Regions from separate parts of the Pan troglodytes genome. Here regions 2 and 3 are each linked to region 1. The links are chromatin contacts, called in public Hi-C and HiChIP or PLAC-seq maps. All regions are on one chromosome and are shown on one strand. Each heading gives the region's core, a stretch centred on a gene start, on an enhancer-like site or on the middle of the called end of the contact. The rest is flanking DNA. Distances are from core to core; before and after follow the strand shown.

Region 1 (2,700 bases), core at 72-2,571:
AGTGGCCACCAGCCAGGAGCACACGTCTTGCTCACCATCAATTATCCTGGAAGATTTCCAGGAGCTGAAGGGCTGTTCTCTTTGCATGCAATAAATTATTCATTTCTAAGACGATTTATTCTGTCTCTCTCTTTAGACTTGATTTCTCCTAGTTTTCCAGCTCTTGAGGACTCTCTCCAAAGAATGAGTTGTAGATGGTTGGTCAGGGGTTGCGAGTGGCGCCTAGGCTTCACATAAAAGGAGGCAGAAATGTCTACCTTAACTTAAAGGGGAGAGGAATGGGTCCTGGGGAGGAAGATGTGGTGGAGGCAATGACAACCTCTCCATAGTAAGTCCCCAACAAAGTCACTTCCAGAAACTGACTGAAGACTTTGAGTTCCAAATGAAACGTTTTTAAGATGCTAGGTTGGCTGACAACTACATTGTCTAAGGTGGAGGCACTAAAGCATAATAAAAAGAGTGAAGTCTCTGCAGTTTGACCCAGGACCAGATGCCAGGCCCACCAACGACTCTGTATCTGGATGACCTTGGGCAAGTTTTCTAAGCTTTCGCCAGCCTTAATTTCCCATCTATAAAAACTGGATACTGCATTACTCCCAGGTTTAACCAGATAATGTTTGTGAAGAAAGCAGCCCAATACTTGGCATAAAATAGGCAAGGGAGTCACTATTATCGTCAACTACTGGCCAAACAACCAGAGTTGACCCCAAATCCCCAGTAAACAATTAACCGTAGCAGAGCGAATCCGGATCTGACGCACCTATTTGCCCAATAAGGTGCCAGGAAATAACACAGTGGAGTCAAACCAATGGTATTAGCCCTTGTTGTTGGACGGGCTTTCTTGCTGTTCCACCAATAGCTTGAAGATTTGACTGGGGAGTGACATCCTGACAGTCCAATGACGCACAACCAGCCCACACTCAGCACTTCGGAGGGGATAAATCAAGGAGCCGGCGCGTATGGATTCCGTTATAGGGCAGTACTGGTTGGAGAGAGGAGCTTAGGGAAACAGCGCCGAGGCAAGGCACTAATGAGCTAAAAATAAAAAAAAAAGACGATGGTTGCGCCAAGCGACCTCGGCCGCCATCATGCTCTAATTTCCCCTGAGTCTCTCTGGGTCCTCGACCGAGGAAGCGGCCTCTGGGATGCTGAGGGGGTGTGTCCCCACATGATTGGCTCAGGCAGCTCAGCCAATCCTAGCTCGTTAAACGGGAAGCACTTAACCAATGAGGGGCGAAGGCAGCAACGAGGAATTGGAGGGGCGGAACGACAGCTTGACGGGCACAAAAGTCAGCCAGTGAGAGCCGGAAGCATCCTCCCTGCGGCCAATGGAGTGGGGCTCTGGGCGGGCCCCCGAGTGTTTGTGTTGTGGTTTTGGGGGAGGGATGCGGAGGGGAAAGTTTGTTTATTTTGTTTTTAGTTTTTGGGGTCCCCGTGCTGCTGCAAGGCGAAACGGGAGGGAGTGACCCCTGCGCCCCTCAGTCCCCCCTACGACGTCGCCTCCATAGTCTGCGGAGAAGCGGGGACTGCGCGCCTCGCCTCACAGCGAAACGCCGCGCACTCGGAGCCGGCACGGCTCGGCGGTGAGTGAGGTGCGGCGGCCGCGCCGTCCTTCCCCTCCCCCGCGCCCCGCCGGGACGGCGCGGGGCGGCTGGGGGTCGGCGAGGTCGCCCCCGGGGGCGCGCGGCGCGGCCCGGGGCGGTGAGCGGAGGCGCGGCGTGTGCGTGTCCTCGCGAGGGAGCGCGCGTGGGGCGGGGAGCGGGCCGGGGAGGGGGCGTGAGCGCGCGCGGGGCCGGTGCTGCCGGCGGCGCTGAGCGCGCGCTCCGCGGGAGCGGGCGCCGCCGAGATTTGAGTCGAGGGGCGGGGAGGGACTCGGGGCGACGTCCGGCGCGCGGGCCGGGGCGCCCCGAACGGCCGGGCAGGCACTGGCGGGCGCGCGCGCGGCTCCGGGCGTCACGCGCCAGCAGGTGTGAGCTGGGGGAGGGCTTCCGGGTGGGCTGGCCCAGCCGAGTCGAGTTCGCTTCCCGTCTCCGGGGGGCCTCGGCGCGGGGACACCTTCCCAGCCCGCGGAGGCGCGTCCGCCCCTGGCTGGCGGTGGCAGAGGGAGGCGTCAGGCCTCGGATCCTCGGGTCCCTGCGCAGCGTCCCGGCCTGTGTGCAGGACCTGCGTGACAAGGTGAATGCGTTCCACACCCCTCGCCAGGGCCCTGCGTGTGCGGCCACTTGGGGAGGCGGCTCAGACTCTGGACAAGGAAACGAGGGGCACGGAGAGTGTTTTTACACCTTCCCGTGGTCCGGTGCCCTTCAGTTCCAGACTACCGGTTTATTCGGCTGTGGAGGCTGGACATCCGATCCAGCGAGACACGCTGTAGTGGTTAAAGACGTCCAGTAACGGTCACCTCTAGTCAAGCGCCTTAAGGACCAGCTTATTCTGAATTCTTTGGAATTCAGGTTACCAGCCTGGGACTTTAAGTTCGTGCTTTCTCATGTGTTTTGGCTGTTTTATTACTTTTTAGCATCAGTGCTAGAGATTGAACGAGAGGATGGTGAATTTCAAGTTGGTCATTTGTATTATAATTTAAGCAAAATTATACAAAATTGGCCAAAGATATTTCTTCATAGTGAATAAAACAAGCCAAGAATCAGTGAATGAAACATTAGTGCCCCCACCAACAGTTAAGTATATATAGAAAGTGTGTAG
Region 2 (2,915 bases), core at 269-2,768, 300 kb after region 1:
AAAGCAGCATAGTACTGGGCTCAAGCGATCTTCCCGCCTCGGCCTCTCAAAGTGTTGGGATTACAGGCGTGAGCCACCACACCTGGCTTGAGTGTCTTTAGATTCCTCACGTAAAAGGCAGAGAGCTAGGAGTTAAGTGCAGGTGGAGAGGGTGCAGGCACCCGGCTCTTTTCGTTTGTTTTGTTTTTGAGACAGGGTCTCACTGTTGCCTAAGCTGTAGTGGCAAAATCATGGCTTACTGCAGCCTCAACATCCTGGGCTCAAGTGATTCTCCCACCTCAGCCTCCCAAGTAGCTGGGACTACAGGTGCACACCACCACACCCAGTTAATTTTTGTATTTTTTGTAGAGACAGTGTTTCATCATGTTGCTCAGGCTGGTCTCCAACTCCTGGACTCAAGCGATCTGCCCAGCTCAGCCTCCAAAGTGCTGAGCTTATAGGCGTGAGTCACCGTGCCCAGCTGAGACACCTGGCTCTTAACAGCTCCAGATGAACCCTTTCCTGTGTGATCACCCCACTGGCACTCCAGACTGAGCAATATAGCAAGACCCTGTCAAAAAAAAAAAAGGGGGGGGCATTTGAGTGTTTCTATTTCTATTTATTTATTTATTTATTTATTTTATTTTTTGGAGACGGAGTCTCGCTCTGTCGCCCAGGCTGGAGTGCAGTGGCGCGATCTTGGCTCACTGCAACCTCCGCCTTCCGGGTTCAAGAAATTCTCCTGTCTCAGCCTCACAAGTAGCTGAGACTACAGGTACAGGTCGCCATGCCCGACTAATTTTTTGTATTTTAGTAGAGACAGGGTTTCACGTGTTGCCCAGGCTGGTCTCAAACTCCTAAGCTCAGGAAATCTGCCTGCCTCGACCTCCCGAAGTGCTGGGATTACAGGCGTAGGCCACCGCAGCCGGCTCACTGGGGGCGCAGTAAATGCCGATTCCCCTTGGGTATCTTCATTTCTCCTTAGAGCCGAGCTCGGTGCGCCGCGGGCAGGAGTGGGTGGGGCGACAGTAATAAGAGTAACAGCAAGCGTACACACGGCCTTCCAAGTGTGCCAGACACCGCTCTAACACTGAATCCGCACAACCCGAAAGGCAGGCCTTTTTTTTTTTTTTTTTTTTTTTTTTTTTTGCTTTTTGTTTTTTAGAGACGGGAGGGTCTCCCTGTGTTGCCCAGGCTGGTCTCGATCTGTTGGCCTCCAGCGATCCTCCGGTCTGGGGCCCCCACAGTGCTGGGATTACAAGCGTGAGCCACCGCGCCCGGCCAAGGAAGTCTTAATGTACCTCTTTTCAGACAGGAAAACTAAAGGGTAGCGCGGCTAAGTAACGTAGGAAGCATCAATCATGTTTCTGGTCAAAGAAGCGAACCAAGTCAATTCTCAGGCAGAAGCAGCCGAGATTCTCCGCAGCCGGCAGCGCCCAGGGCGCCCGGAACCCACAGAGCGGGACCGCGTGAAGGAAGTCCCGCCCCGCCCCGTCCTGCCCTGGCCTCCAGGTTTCCGCTTCCGCTCTTCCCTGGTCCAGTCCACCCTGGCGGGGTCGCAGGGTTGGGATGGCAGCTGGAGGCGATCATGGTTCGCCCGACAGCTACCGCTCACCTCTTGCCTCCCGCTATGCCAGCCCGGAGATGTGCTTCGTGTTTAGCGACAGGTATAAATTCCGGACATGGCGGCAGCTGTGGCTGTGGCTGGCGGAGGCCGAGCAGGTAACGGATCCCGGGCTGAGGGGCTGGGCCGGGAGGGACGGGCCCGCCCCAGCACGTGCCGGGCTCTGTTCCGGGCTGGGCTTAGCCACCCCGGAGCTGCGGCCCGGCTATTTTCGGCTGGGTGTTCTCTGTCCTGAGGAGCTACGGCCCCAGGAAAGCAAGGGCAGGAGATCCGGGAGCCGCCACCTGTTGCCTCACGTGTTCTTAGTCCGAGAGGGTTCGAGACGCGGAGGAGGCTGGGAGAAATTCAGCCTGTAGTTTCAGGGAATTCATCTTGGCCATCCCCGCAGGAGTACGCTGCTAACCACAGACACCGAGCGCTTGTTTCGTACTGTTGTGCTCATTATTTCACTAATCTTTTCTTGTGTAATCCATGAAGATCTTGCAGGCTTGATGGTGTTTTTCCCACATTGCAGGGGAGAACAAAGCCCGGACAGCTTGTTGTTTGCCCTAGCCCATCCAGCTATTAAGAACGGAACTGGGATTTGAACCTGGGTGCAGTCCAGAGCCTGAGCTGAGCACGTAGCCCCTTGGTTTTCCACAGTGCCTGTGTAGTTAGTGACAGGACTGGAATGCTTGTTTTCTAGGCCACCGTTTCCGCCTCACTGGCCTCCGCTTTGCCTCTTAGGAGAAGACTCCGGGTAGGGGTTTATTAAACGGGGTTTATAATTTCTTTTCTAAGGGCTGCATAGAGAACTTCTTAGCCCAGCGGTTTCAGAAATAGCTCCAGAAGAGTTGAAGCAAACTGAAGGTGATCCAGAGAGCGATAATGTTTCTCCTCAAGTTTCAGAGGAAAGTGCCACAACGAGCAAGTTGGCAATGCCCTCTCAAACGGCACAGTAAACATGGAAACAATTTGACTTCGGGCCTAGGACCTGTACCATGGAACTCTCCAAACAGGAAGCTTTCATTCTAGATTCCCTCCCTCCCCTTATCACTGCCCTCCAAAATATTGGGCGATACACTACAATAACAGCAGACATTCAGACAGTGCCTTCTGAGATCCGGGTCTTAACCCTTTACACATGGTTGCTTATTAATCCTCCAAACAACCCTGAAGAGTAGGTATGAAATACTATGACTGTACCTGTTTTACAGATGGAAGAATGAAGCATCAACTTAATAAACTCTTGGCGTAGATAGCGATAGTAGTAGACCTTAATGTGTTGTGGTTTGTGATGTACTAGTGTGTACTCTTTCTATTTCATCTGATA
Region 3 (2,733 bases), core at 2-2,501, 510 kb before region 1:
CTGCACAATTCTCTTGTTATCTCTGCTGCTATAGCCACTGCCCAGGCCACAGCATGTCCTATTTCAATGGAGTAGGTAATAGCAGCACTCTGGAGACACAATGCCTGGGCAGCCACAATGCCTGTACCACCTGGGCAGGTGCCTTTTTCTGAATCTGTAAAACGGGGGTGATAGTAGTATCGACCTCAAAGGGCTGCTGTAAGGATCAAACGAGCTTACATTTGTACAGCACTTAGAATCAGCACCTGGTACAGAGTGTTAGTGAATGTGTTTAAATGCTCCATCTTTGATCCTCATTCACTAGGTCACCTTTACCAGCCTTTATTTTTTCAAATTCTCAAAGGCAACAACCTCCTTTCTGACTCAGGACCTTTGCACATACTATTCTTCCTAGAATATTCTCCTACTTTTCACCTAGCTCACTCTTATACATCCTTCAGCTCTCGGCTGAAATGTCGCTTCCTCAGAGAAGGCTGACTTGGCCTAAGTCCCCATCAGAGTACCGTAGTCTTTTAATTCATAGGCTTCAATGCACTTAGCAATGACACACTGGGTTTGATATTCTTTGATGCTTCTCTCCCCACTAGGGCCGTAGTCCACGAGGACCAGGACGGTGGCGTGTTCTGTCACCTTCGTATGTCCAGGGCCCCGCTCCGCGCCTGGCACACAGTAGGTCTAGCAATACCGGGCGAACGCTTCAAGCCCTGCCTCAAGCGCCACCTCCTCTGGGGCGCAGGTCCCAGCACCGGAGGCAGCACTTTCAGCCCCTTCCCGAACTTACCCAGTGCCGACTTGGGCACCTTTCCCTTGGCCGAGTTCCGCAGTTTCTGGGCCTGAATTGCCTTCGTCTTCCGGGGCCGTTTCACCGGAGCCCCTCTCGGCTTGGCCTGACCTGGAGGGTCCCGGGGGGCTGTAGGGGAAGAGAGAGGAAGAGACCCAGGTCAGAGGGCGCGCAGCGTTCCCATGCCACTGGGGCTAAGCCCGGCCTGGATTGTTTTCCATCCAGGGCTCCCGCCCACAGCCACTGCCATCCTCCTGCCCGCGCCGGACGTCCCCTGGCCAGCCCTCCTCACCCTCGGACGCCGCCAGCAGCTCCAGGCCACGCCGCAGCAGGGCGGCGGACATGGCGGCGCTTGGCTCCGCCCACGAGCCTCACACTACTTCCGACCTGGCAGTCCCTGTCGTCTCGGTGGAAACCCGAGCCCGAACAGAGGGTTCCGGAGGGGGATGGGCGGAAGTGCCCATCTTTCTTAGGACGCATGCGTTAGGGGTTTACACTTGAGCGGAAGAAGGGGCGGAAACTGGAGGCGGGTCCAAGGCGCAGAAAGACACATGTGTTATTCAATCCCAATCTACCTGGCTCCTGGCGCTCAGTCCCCTCCTTCCCCGGAAGTCGTCCGCAACCTGCTCCGCCGGGTTGGCCAATCCTCTCGGGTCTCGTGGCTCCGTGGCGGGCTAGGATGGGGACAGGGCGGAGTGTTTTTCATATACTTCAACCAGCACTAGGTATCGCACAGGTTGAGTGCGGCATGAGAATCCAGTTGTCTTCCCTTAAGCCAGACATTAAAGACATATCTTTGTTTTGAAAACTACAATTATTTCTCATAAAATACGTTATGTTACCAAGCAATGGGTTTATTGTCATTTTAAGTGAATTAATGAATATGTAAAATTTTTGTTTTAGTTTCTAGTATGACAAATATCAGTTGCCTACATACAAAAGTTCTTTGGGATCCTGAATTTTTTAAAATTTATTTTATTTAATTAAATTAAATTTTTTTTTGAGACGGAATCTCGCTCTGTCGCCCAGGCTGGAGTGCAGCGATCTCGGCTCACTGCAACTTCCGCCTCCCGGGTTCAAGCGATTGTTTTGCCTTAGCCTCCCGAGTAACTGAGATTACAGACGCCCGCCACCACGGCCGGCTAATTTTCTTTTTAAAAAATTTTTAGTAGAGACGGGGTTTTGCCATGTTGGCCAGGCTGGTCTTGAACTCCGGACCTCAAGTGATCCGCCCACCTCAGCCTCCCAAAGTGCTGGGATTACAGGAGTGAGGGGATTCTGAAGTTTTAAATGTAAGAAGCTTCTTAGACCAAAACATTTGAGCCCCTCTGGCCTAGAAGTGACACTGCTTACCTGGGGGAGGAGCCCTGGGCTTGTTCGCTGCTCCATCTGCAGCTGGCAGCCCAGCACCTGGCATGGAGAAGACACGCAATAAGTGAACGGTGAATCAGAAGGGACCACTGGGTTCACTCAGCCGGGTTCTGAGGGCCTTCTGTGTACTTGACACCACAGAGTGTGGGACCTGGAGTTCGTCCTCCGGGATAGACCACACCGTTTAAGCTCCATCGGCTAGATAGTAATAATAACAACCAACACAAACTCAAGCATTTGTGCTGTTCTACGTGCTTTACATTTGTTAACTTGTTTATCCCCCCTACCCTTCCAGGTAGGAATTGTCTTTTGCATTTTACAGACGAGGAAACAAACACAGAGAGGCGAAGGTCACACGGGTGGAGTCAGGGGTGGGAGTTAAGACTGGCAGCCTGGCCGCAGGATTTGTGGGGGCGCTCCTGCCCCAGCCACCAGGGAGAGCAGTGTTGTGGTGCTGGGTGGGGCCTGTCAAGCCATGGGGTCAGGTAGGCCCCTGGAGGGTGAGGAGGAGCTGACCATGTATGGGCAGCGGGGATTGTTCTAGGCGGAGACCGCTGTAGCGAGGACCTATCCCCTGTGAC

The links. Hi-C and Micro-C count contacts between places; a contact is called where the count stands out from the background. HiChIP or PLAC-seq counts read pairs in DNA pulled down with a chosen protein or histone mark.
Region 2: a contact with region 1 is called in a Hi-C map of stem cell-derived neural progenitor cells, with 5 times the contacts expected there. The contact joins the promoter of ADSL here to the promoter of TNRC6B in region 1. A contact is called at or near these places in 2 of 7 Hi-C or Micro-C datasets (blood and stem cell-derived neural progenitor cells) and 1 of 1 datasets of contacts at active chromatin or transcription factors (stem cell-derived excitatory neurons).
Region 3: an H3K4me3 HiChIP or PLAC-seq map of stem cell-derived excitatory neurons shows a contact between it and region 1, with 10 times the contacts expected there. The contact joins the promoter of RPS19BP1 here to the promoter of TNRC6B in region 1. A contact is called at or near these places in 5 of 7 Hi-C or Micro-C datasets (blood, induced pluripotent stem cells, a lymphoblastoid cell line and 1 more), 1 of 1 datasets of contacts at active chromatin or transcription factors (stem cell-derived excitatory neurons) and 1 of 1 other capture datasets (stem cell-derived neural stem cells).

What each region holds. Positions count from the first base shown.
Region 1 is chr23:42,040,816-42,043,515 of NHGRI_mPanTro3-v2.0_pri, forward strand. It overlaps TNRC6B (trinucleotide repeat containing adaptor 6B), which reads left to right and starts at 1,322. Exons shown (of 25, transcript XR_010156023.1): 1 at 1,322-1,583.
Region 2 is chr23:42,341,593-42,344,507 of NHGRI_mPanTro3-v2.0_pri, forward strand. It overlaps ADSL (adenylosuccinate lyase), which reads left to right and starts at 1,519. Exons shown (of 13, transcript NM_001280160.1): 1 at 1,519-1,701. The coding sequence starts at 1,549.
Region 3 is chr23:41,529,720-41,532,452 of NHGRI_mPanTro3-v2.0_pri, forward strand. RPS19BP1 (ribosomal protein S19 binding protein 1) reads right to left here and starts at 1,252. Exons shown (of 4, transcript XM_515142.6): 1 at 1,074-1,252; 2 at 782-910. The coding sequence starts at 1,125.